Linked DNA regions of Mus musculus: regions 1 and 3 are each linked to region 2. Evidence: chromatin contacts called from public Hi-C and capture Hi-C data. All regions are on one chromosome and are shown on one strand. The core of a region is the stretch at or near the end of the contact, and the rest is flanking DNA. Distances in the headings are between cores, read along the strand shown. Region 1 overlaps B3gntl1 (UDP-GlcNAc:betaGal beta-1,3-N-acetylglucosaminyltransferase-like 1). Region 2 overlaps Tbcd (tubulin-specific chaperone d). Region 3 holds the start of Metrnl (meteorin, glial cell differentiation regulator-like).

Region 1 (2,725 bases), core at 17-2,516, 150 kb before region 2:
TGCCCAAACCACAGATTTATAGTCGTGTACTTACAGCTGCAAAGCGGCAGGTTCTTAGCCTGGTTGGAGCCATCTGAGTGGGAGTTCCCTCCCGAGTGTCTTACATCTACCACCAGGCTTCAGTGTGCAGCATGTCAGTGAGTCTGGGGTCCCTGGACCTTGGACCTGTACCATTTACAAGATTCAGCTTCATGTACACCAGAACTTGCCCTCCTTGTACCTGAATGTCATCACAGCTTTGGAGGAGCGTCTTGCAGGGCTGCTGTCAGGAGGCAGACACTGGTGGGACCAGCTCGTAGGAAAGATGCTCAGAGGACATGGCAGTTCTGAGCCTGTGAGCATCTCAAACACAGTTGAAACCCACAGACAGACGCACATGTAGTGCAGACTTAATCAGTCCCTTTTGCCACTAGCAAACATAGAGAAGATTGTAGCAGCCCTGCAGACTAGCAAGGCTCTAAGAGTCCTGTACTTAGCTGTGGAATCTGTCTTAGTAAATTTTAAGTGGTTGAAACTTACAGACTATGTCATGAACATCTTAGCTGCCCAGTTTCCTATGACAAACTGTGGTAAGCTAATAGCTTTTGACCATAAGTATTTGCTTCTCAAAGCTCTGTATGTTGAGCACAAGTGGTGTCTTCCTACTGTGCTCTCACATTCCAGGAGAGGCACCATACTCTCTGGGTGTCATCTCCCAAAGGCCTCACATCTTCAGTATCTCTGGGGTAGGATTTCAACATAGGGAATGGTAGTACTAAAAAGTTTTACCTTCAGCAACCAAAGTGTTAAGTTAGAAACTATTTCAGTATCTTGAAAAATCTAATATGTGGAAATTAAGTAACCAAAGGAAAAATCACAAAGGAAATTAGAAAAAAAAAAAAACTACAGCCTTCAGCATGAGTCGGTGAAACTGCAGGCAGAGCAGGAGACGTGAGGGATAGAAGGGGAAAAGCTGGAATGCTGGCGCGATTGGTGTCAAAATAGAACAGGGAAGTAACAATGCTAGCCACCCCACAGACATCTGACCAAAAAGTAAAAATTTTCATTTAGTACTTTAAGAACATTCACAAAAGATAGCCAGGCCAGGGGATTTTCTGGGGTATCCTATAGCATGATTAAGGAAGAAGTTCTATCAGTCTTACCAAGATCTTATCAAGATCATTTTAGGAAGCAGAGGAGGAAGCTGCTGGGTTTTGGGAGGTAAACCAGGCTCAGTGCTTTGGAACATGAGTTGTACAAGAGACAGAGTGGAAGATGATGCTCGTCACTATTCATTCCAGCTGCAGTCACATGATGGTAGGAGCAGCAGTGCACATGAAACAGATACACAGCAAGACTACAACTGTTTAAAAAATCAGCTAGAATGGTTTACATCATCTTGTATTAAGTCTAAGGAAGGAGCCCCTTCCCACGGTCCTCTGCTAGAGGTGGAGTGTGTGACATAGCCCCGTGGCAGCTGTCTGGGCATCACACTGCAGCTGTTTCTGGATGCCAATTCTGCTGGCTGGTGAAGCGCTGGACATTGATCTTACATCATGGTTTTGTAGGTTGTGCGAGCGTGAGATGCCTGGAGATCACATCATGTGGCCATGTGTGTAAGGGAGGTCCTTCCCATGCTGGTGTGTGAAGCTCAAGCCACCTGGGTGGTGACTTGTAGCCCACCCAGGTGGCACCCATCATGTCTCTTAGTAGAGCAGCCCGTGTGTACAGAGCTCACTCCTTTGTGTTTGCACAGTAAGCTTTGCCACCCACAGCACAAAAATAAGTGATCTAATGTAAGTTTCTGAGTTGGATTAAAGTCTTTACGCTGTGGGCTGCGGCACCTCCCAGGATAAAAGCTGTAATTACAACCTGAGGCTTGCTTGAGAGTTGAATTTGTCTAAACCTCAGGTGGCAGTGTCTTGATTCTGTCATTTTTAAAGTTCAAAATGACCTGAATCTGTGTCATTTCTCTTTATATATATGTGGAGTACTTCATATGCCAAAGGACACAAGAATAGTATCCCCAGGAAGCCAAACATTCCTTAAACTTGTGAGCAGCTGAACCCAGTATGTTGTCACGGCATCCCTGTAACCTTTACAGATGCGTCACCTTACAGATATGTGTGTTTAGCCTTTTACAGTACACGTGCTGCAAACTGTTTGCTTCCTGGTATCACGTTTTTCCCGTGGCAGTATGATTCAGGGCTTAAAGAGAACCAGATAAGGCCCTTTCTCCAGATGAGTGTAGAAGCCCCAAACAGGCAAGTCTTGCTTTTTTGCCTTTGACTCTGCCTTGCTGCCTCCTGTCTGGTACCATCACACTAAGGTTTGCTGCAAGATGAATCTCAGAAGGGGGTACTAGACATGACACCACTAGTGTCCTAATCCTTGGCGTCCAGCCTGAGACTGCCTATTCTGTGTTGTGGTACCTGACAGGATCAGTGGGTTGTCCCCTGTGTTCCCCTAGCAAGGTTCTTAAAGCCTCTTTTTCTGACCACAGATGCTGCTGGTCATTGGCTACACCTTCTGGGAGTAGGGGCTTCCCCCACCCCCACCCCAGTACTCCATGAGCTGATACAGTGCTGCAGCTATGATGTTTCAGCTTCTTCCCAGAAAGTTCCAGAAAGTCACACATACAGGTTCAGGAAAACCCATCCCTTAGCTATTTCTTAGCAAGAAGAGATGGATGTGCTAGGTGCCAGACGTCCTGTTCTCTAGGCAGACTCCTGGGAGAAGCAAGACC
Region 2 (2,700 bases), core at 113-2,612:
AACCCAGAGAAGCCGCCATGGTCAGAAGCTTCTAATCTGAAGGAAAACCATGACCACACAACCATCAACCAATAAGAAAAGGTAAAATACATTTAAGAGACAATGTTTTATTTTAAAATATGTTTTCTGCCCTCAAATTTCCTCCATTTGCATTAATACTAACACTCATGAGCAAAGGGGCCTTCCAGAGAAACGAAGTTGCCAAACACTTGTTTCCTTCCCACAAGAGTTAAGAATCAATGCCGCGAGAGGGCTATGCTTCGAGGGAAATAAAATCAATCCTAGTTTCGATGTGACTTGTTCAGAGTTCACCTGTTTCGCCTAACCCACACTAATGAACAGGTGGATAAAAATGAAGCCAAGTGCATCAAAGGAAACATGCAATCCTGAAGCACAATACACCTGCAAGTTTCATCACGCACAAGACACCAGCCCTCTGCCTTCAGGTCTGACAAGCCCATGGTGAAACTGCTCCACCCACTGAGCGTAACTTCCTCCTGCCCTGGAGCCAGATCAGACCCAAGTGACCCTCTAAGAGAGAAAAAGAAGCCAAGAGGGAGACTGAGGAGACAACGCTGCCCCAGAGCGGAGGCTTGAGGGGTGGGGGAAGGGCGGTGGCAAGCCAGGCACCTCGAGCCCTAGGAGATGAGACCACCGTAGCTGTTGGTCTACAGCAGTTTCATTCAGCCACTTCCCAGGATTTCAGTTGTCTGCGTCAGACAAGTGCTCACCATCCTCGGGGCAAGTCTCTCTAGATAGAGCAGAGGTGCTGTTGCCAAACCACCAAAGTACTCTGCCCCAACGGCAGAGAGCTGGGTCTCATCTTCCCCTCCCTTGCCAACACACCCAGCTGGGGGGGGGTGGGGGGGGAGGGAGGAGTGTAGGAGACTCAACTTTCTAAGCCTCTGGGAACCCTTTTTACACCTCAGGAGGAAGCAAAAAGAGAATTTCTCTCCTCAACACTGGAATTTAAAGATGTCCAAATAAAAGGCACACATGTCTGGCTGGTTTAAGTCACTAAAAGGAATCTCAACCCACTGGCAAAACTGGCAAGGAATGGAACAGCAACTGCCCTACAGTGTCTGAGCACAACCTATGCCCCATGCACCTCCTAAGTAAGAAGAAACAGAAATCTTGGGAACTACACAGAGACTCAGGTGATCAAAAAGAACAAAAAGGCAAAGAATGTAAAACGAGACAGAAAGCAGTCACTGCGGAATGCTCCAGGCACGTTGGCCAGGACCTCAGTTAAGGCCCACAAGTTATCACCACCTCCCACAGGAGCCTGCTTCACCTAAGCAGGAAGCCTGTCTACCCTGCCAGCCACAATCTCTATTGCCATGGGCAGGAAGAAGTGTAGAGCAGAAAAACTCCTGGGCCAGGCTGGCAGGTAGCTCAAAACTGCAGACTGAGCTAGGTCCAGTGGGACACACCCATAACCCTTGCTAACAGAAGCTAGCCTGAGCTATAAAGCAAGATCCCTCTCACAGTCCCTAACCCAAGAAAGAATGCAAACAGCCGAACAAAAGCCATCTAAAATCAATCCCCTGAGATTAATTGTGCCTGTCCTCCCATGTGTCCCATATACACGCTAGACAGGTCTAACACCCTTCCCTCAAGCACCACCATGCAGTAACAGACTCTAGCTACGGTTTGTCAGACCTTCCTGTATTCTCTTGATGTGAAAACTTTCAACAAGACTCAGGCCAAGCCGGGGGTGTTGGCTCACACCTGAGATCCAGCACTCAGGAGGAAGAAGCAGGAATATTAACACAAGTTCAAGGCCATCCTGGGCTACAAGTCCCAGGTAAACCAAGGCTGCACAGTAAGTAGGTAGAAAGCCAGGTATTGTGACACAAACCTTTAATTCAAGCCCTCTGGAGGTACAGGTGGATAGAGCTCTGAGTTCAAGCCCAGCCTGGTCTACAAGAGTTCTAGGACAGTCACAGCTACATAGAGAAACCCTGTCTCAAACAAACAAACAAACAAATGGAGTGGGAACTGGGTGGGTGTGGGATGGATGGGTGGAGAGAAGACAGCAGGTCGGGCAGGGAGGCAGAGATAGATCAGTTGGTCAAGTTTAGACTGAGTTCAATCCCTGGAACCGAATGAGGGACACAGAAAACGTTCAATAAGTTGTTTCGAACTCTTTATTGTTGTTGCTGCTGCTGGGCTCAAAAGATGGCTCAACAATTAAGAGCATTTTGGTCTCCACACAGGCAATAAGCAAATATAAAAAGAAAAAAAAAATTTTAAAGATTCATGCCAAAAATATTAAGAACCTACTTACACCCAAATCTTTCAAATAAACTATTTCTATCTACCTATTCATCAGAATTACCTAAAACACAAATGTACAACACCTACCACGATTTATAAATCAACTGTGACCTCTGCCCCACTCTTTCCTCTTCCTTCCTCACACTACCTTTCAGGGTAAGCCACAACTTGCACTAACCTCTACTGCTACAATCAAAATGGAAATCACAATAAAACCTCTGTAGTTGCCTCTCCCCACAGCTAGAACAAAGGCCTCCCAAGGTATGGGCTGTACAGCTGAATCTGCAAACCCCAAAGATATCTACCATAGGCAGAACCTCACATCTCATCAATAACTTAGTTTGTGTATGTGCTCATGTGCGTACCACAACTGATAAGTGGGGGCAACCATAATTTTTCTTTATTTCTAATTTTTATTTT
Region 3 (2,700 bases), core at 177-2,676, 220 kb before region 2:
TCAGTCCAAGCACTCCAGCAGGAGTCTTGATGAGGGTTGATTTTGGTCTCTGTGGTTTTCTCAGAAAGTCAGGCACTGTAAGTGTACAAGATAATCATTGATGCCCTGCTTACGCAGATCCGGGCACTGCCCAACATCCACCTTTCTCAGAAAACCCTCTTGACCAAAATCACCCACCGCACGCATTGCCCCATGAGCCCCCTTCACTGGAGTCTGTGCTTCAGACGAGATCGTGTACCTCCCCAGGCCTGCGCAAGCGCCCTGCCCCTGGGATGAGCTACATCAGACCCCCACCGCCGTCCCAGCCCACGTTTTCAGGAGACCCGCATCAGCGCAGCGCGCTATGCAAACCGCTGAATTGGCAACTTGCAGCTGTAAAAAACTGGCTCTGCAAAGAGAGGGGGCCGGCCGCTGTGCCTGGCGCGTTCTCAGTGTCCAAAGTAGCTACGACTCCTCAGGCACCCCGCCCGCGCACACTTGTGACTTGTGCTTCTTTCCATACGTCACACTTCAGTTAAAACAACAGCAAAAAGTCCTCCGCTGTCACTGCTGATGGGGACGAGAGAGAAGTGTCACAGGAACCCTGTGCCCTGCTGCCAAGGGCGGCTTGACCTTCACCAAGCGGGCTCAGGGCTCTACCCTACTGCATTTGGCCGCAGACAGGTGTCGACCCCATCTCTTTGCCCCAAAGATACGGTCTGCAGCCGATACGGGTCTCGTTTGGACCCCACGCTCTCCACGCCACAGCTGTCCCTCTAGATGAGCACAATCCCAACCCTTTCCCAAGAATCAGAAATCCCAACCGTTGGGAGGACCAAACATGCAGCCTATGGAGCCCAGGAAACCCACTAGGGCAGTATTACGCGCGCGGAGAGTGGGCGTCTTCCGAGCTGGGACCCAGATGCCACCAACTCTTTTGTTCTGAAACCAGAGCTAGGGCGGGGGTCACCGGACTTGGCCAGCATAGCTGTCCCTACCCCGCAAGCTCTGCCACTCGCTGCCGAGGGCTCCGGTCCAGGTCCAGGGAGTCCACGCTGGAATCACCCGCAAGACTCACCTCCCCTTCCAGCTGCACAGGTCGCTGGAGTACTGAGCGCTCGCGCCGCCCAGCAGCAGTAGTAGCAGCAACAGCAGCGGTGGCGGCGGGGGCGGACCCGGCCCAGGGCCCGGGGACCGAGGCCACTGCTGCCCCGCGCGCCTCCGGGCCGCCCACACCGCACCCCGCATGCTCCGGCCGGGTCTGCGTCCGGTGCGTGCCTGCACCCACAGAATAGGCTCTTGAGGCAGAGCGATGGGAGGCGTGGGTCCGCGTGCGAACTGATCACGTCGCGCGTCTATAGCCCATCCCGGCTCGCCCCTAGCCGCCCACCACAGGAGCCGCCCAAGCTGCAACTAGAGAAGCGCGCCGGCTGCCCCTAGAACCTCTGAGCTGGCAAGTTCCCGGACCGTGGTCTGGCTCAGCTGGGGGGCGGAACCGTGAAGCCACCCCGCCCTCGGCCGAGCTCCGCCCCCGCCTGGCCTTCGGCCCGGGCCAGCAGTTCCGCCCCGTGCGCCAGCTCACAGATCTGTGTCCTGCCAGCTCTAGCCTGGAACGCCCTGGTGTCACGCCGCAGATACTCAGTGGGCAGCATCTCGCCGCACAGGACAAGGGAAAGTGCAGCTCGGAGTGGGACAAACGACTTTGCAAAGAACGGGAACAAGGTCAGGGAGGAGGGCTGGGGCTGGGACGAAGAAGCTGTAGGGATGGGGATGGAAGAGTTTGGGCCTGGGGGAACTGCACTATTATGCACGAAGTGAAGAAATCTGAGCTCCTTCCAGCAGCTAGACACCATCTTTTAGACAGCCTGAGTGGCCTCCAGTGCACAAGGACTATTGTGATGCTCACAACTCAAGAGCGGTGGCTTCTTGGGGTTCCTGGCACCCTCTCTTTCTGTTCCCCAGCTCAAAATTTGCCTTGGGAGGGAGGAGAGAGAGAGAGAGAGAGAGAATATCAGAGAGAGACTGAGACTCTGCCATTAGTAAGCACTGGCAGCTTCTACGAGGTTATTCGAGACTCTGGAACATCCATCCCATAGAAAGGCCTCAGGTGTGCAATCAGTCCCCAGGCCACACTTTCAAGTGTCCTGTGGTCTCTTGTTTAATATTCACTTTGTCATCTTGAAGCTGAGGTTTTAGGCTGGATGCTTCTTTACAGTGAAACCTACCTTGGGCAGTGTGGAGCTTTATCGTCATTTCATCTTGGGACCCATTCTATACTTCAATAGTATCTCCCATCCCGAGTTTGACAGATCCAATTGTCTCCAAATATCCTTCCAACAGAAACAAAAAAATAACCATCTGAGAGCCCAGTCTGGCCATGAAGGGGCGTCGCATGGAGATCATGGTGATCCTAACATCTAGTGGGGGAGCTACACAGGAGCAGGGCAGAAATAGGGAGGTGGAGGGACACATTCTCTGGCCTGGAGCTTGATTTAAAAAACAAACAAACAAACAAACAAAACAGGGAGAAGGTGATGAGGCAATCTTTCTTCACTTCAAAGCCCCAAACAGTATCAAATGATGGACGAAACTGGCCTGGATAGGTCAGGAGGAAACAAGGGATTCCAGAGTACCCTCTATGCATGAGGAAAGGCCTAGAAATGCAGTTTATTTATTAGGTGGCAACCATACTGAGAGTAAGAGGGACAAATTTATGTCTTC

Evidence for each region. A called contact is a pair of places that touch in the nucleus more often than the background predicts. Capture Hi-C pulls out chosen DNA fragments and counts their contacts.
Region 1: a contact with region 2 is called in a capture Hi-C map of embryonic stem cells, with 3 times the contacts expected there. The contact joins two enhancer-like sites. A contact is called at or near these places in 3 of 15 datasets of contacts at CTCF or cohesin (the NIH/3T3 cell line, embryonic stem cells and pro-B cells), 27 of 484 Hi-C or Micro-C datasets (the C2C12 cell line, CD4 T cells, ECoMG myeloid progenitors and 20 more), 2 of 115 datasets of contacts at active chromatin or transcription factors (embryonic stem cells and stem cell-derived neural progenitor cells) and 1 of 9 other capture datasets (embryonic stem cells).
Region 3: a contact with region 2 is called in a Hi-C map of epidermal suprabasal cells, with 2.8 times the contacts expected there. The contact joins the promoter of Metrnl here to the enhancer-like site in region 2. A contact is called at or near these places in 17 of 39 promoter capture datasets (the 3T3-L1 cell line, 3T3-L1-derived adipocytes, the C10 cell line and 11 more), 1 of 15 datasets of contacts at CTCF or cohesin (pro-B cells), 6 of 484 Hi-C or Micro-C datasets (the C2C12 cell line, adipose-derived mesenchymal stem cells, cortical neurons and 3 more), 11 of 115 datasets of contacts at active chromatin or transcription factors (bone marrow-derived macrophages, cardiomyocytes, craniofacial prominence and 6 more) and 2 of 9 other capture datasets (adipose tissue and liver).

The regions. Positions count from the first base shown.
Region 1 is chr11:121,626,477-121,629,201 of GRCm38.p6, reverse strand. All of the region lies in intron 8 of B3gntl1 (UDP-GlcNAc:betaGal beta-1,3-N-acetylglucosaminyltransferase-like 1), which reads left to right. Among named protein-coding and RNA genes, the nearest start is that of B3gntl1, 45 kb to the left of the region's middle. Within about 2 kb of position 1,266, at least 5 of the 459 cell types and tissues checked have an H3K27ac peak or open chromatin away from gene starts, as enhancers often do.
Region 2 is chr11:121,477,728-121,480,427 of GRCm38.p6, reverse strand. The region is part of intron 7 of Tbcd (tubulin-specific chaperone d); the gene reads right to left. Among named protein-coding and RNA genes, the nearest start is that of Tbcd, 27 kb to the right of the region's middle. Within about 2 kb of position 1,362, at least 31 of the 459 cell types and tissues checked have an H3K27ac peak or open chromatin away from gene starts, as enhancers often do. A contact at or near this core is called in epidermal suprabasal cells, hematopoietic stem and progenitor cells and neutrophils, where this site is marked.
Region 3 is chr11:121,701,153-121,703,852 of GRCm38.p6, reverse strand. It overlaps Metrnl (meteorin, glial cell differentiation regulator-like), which reads right to left and starts at 1,426. Exons shown (of 4, transcript NM_144797.3): 1 at 1,058-1,426. The coding sequence starts at 1,227.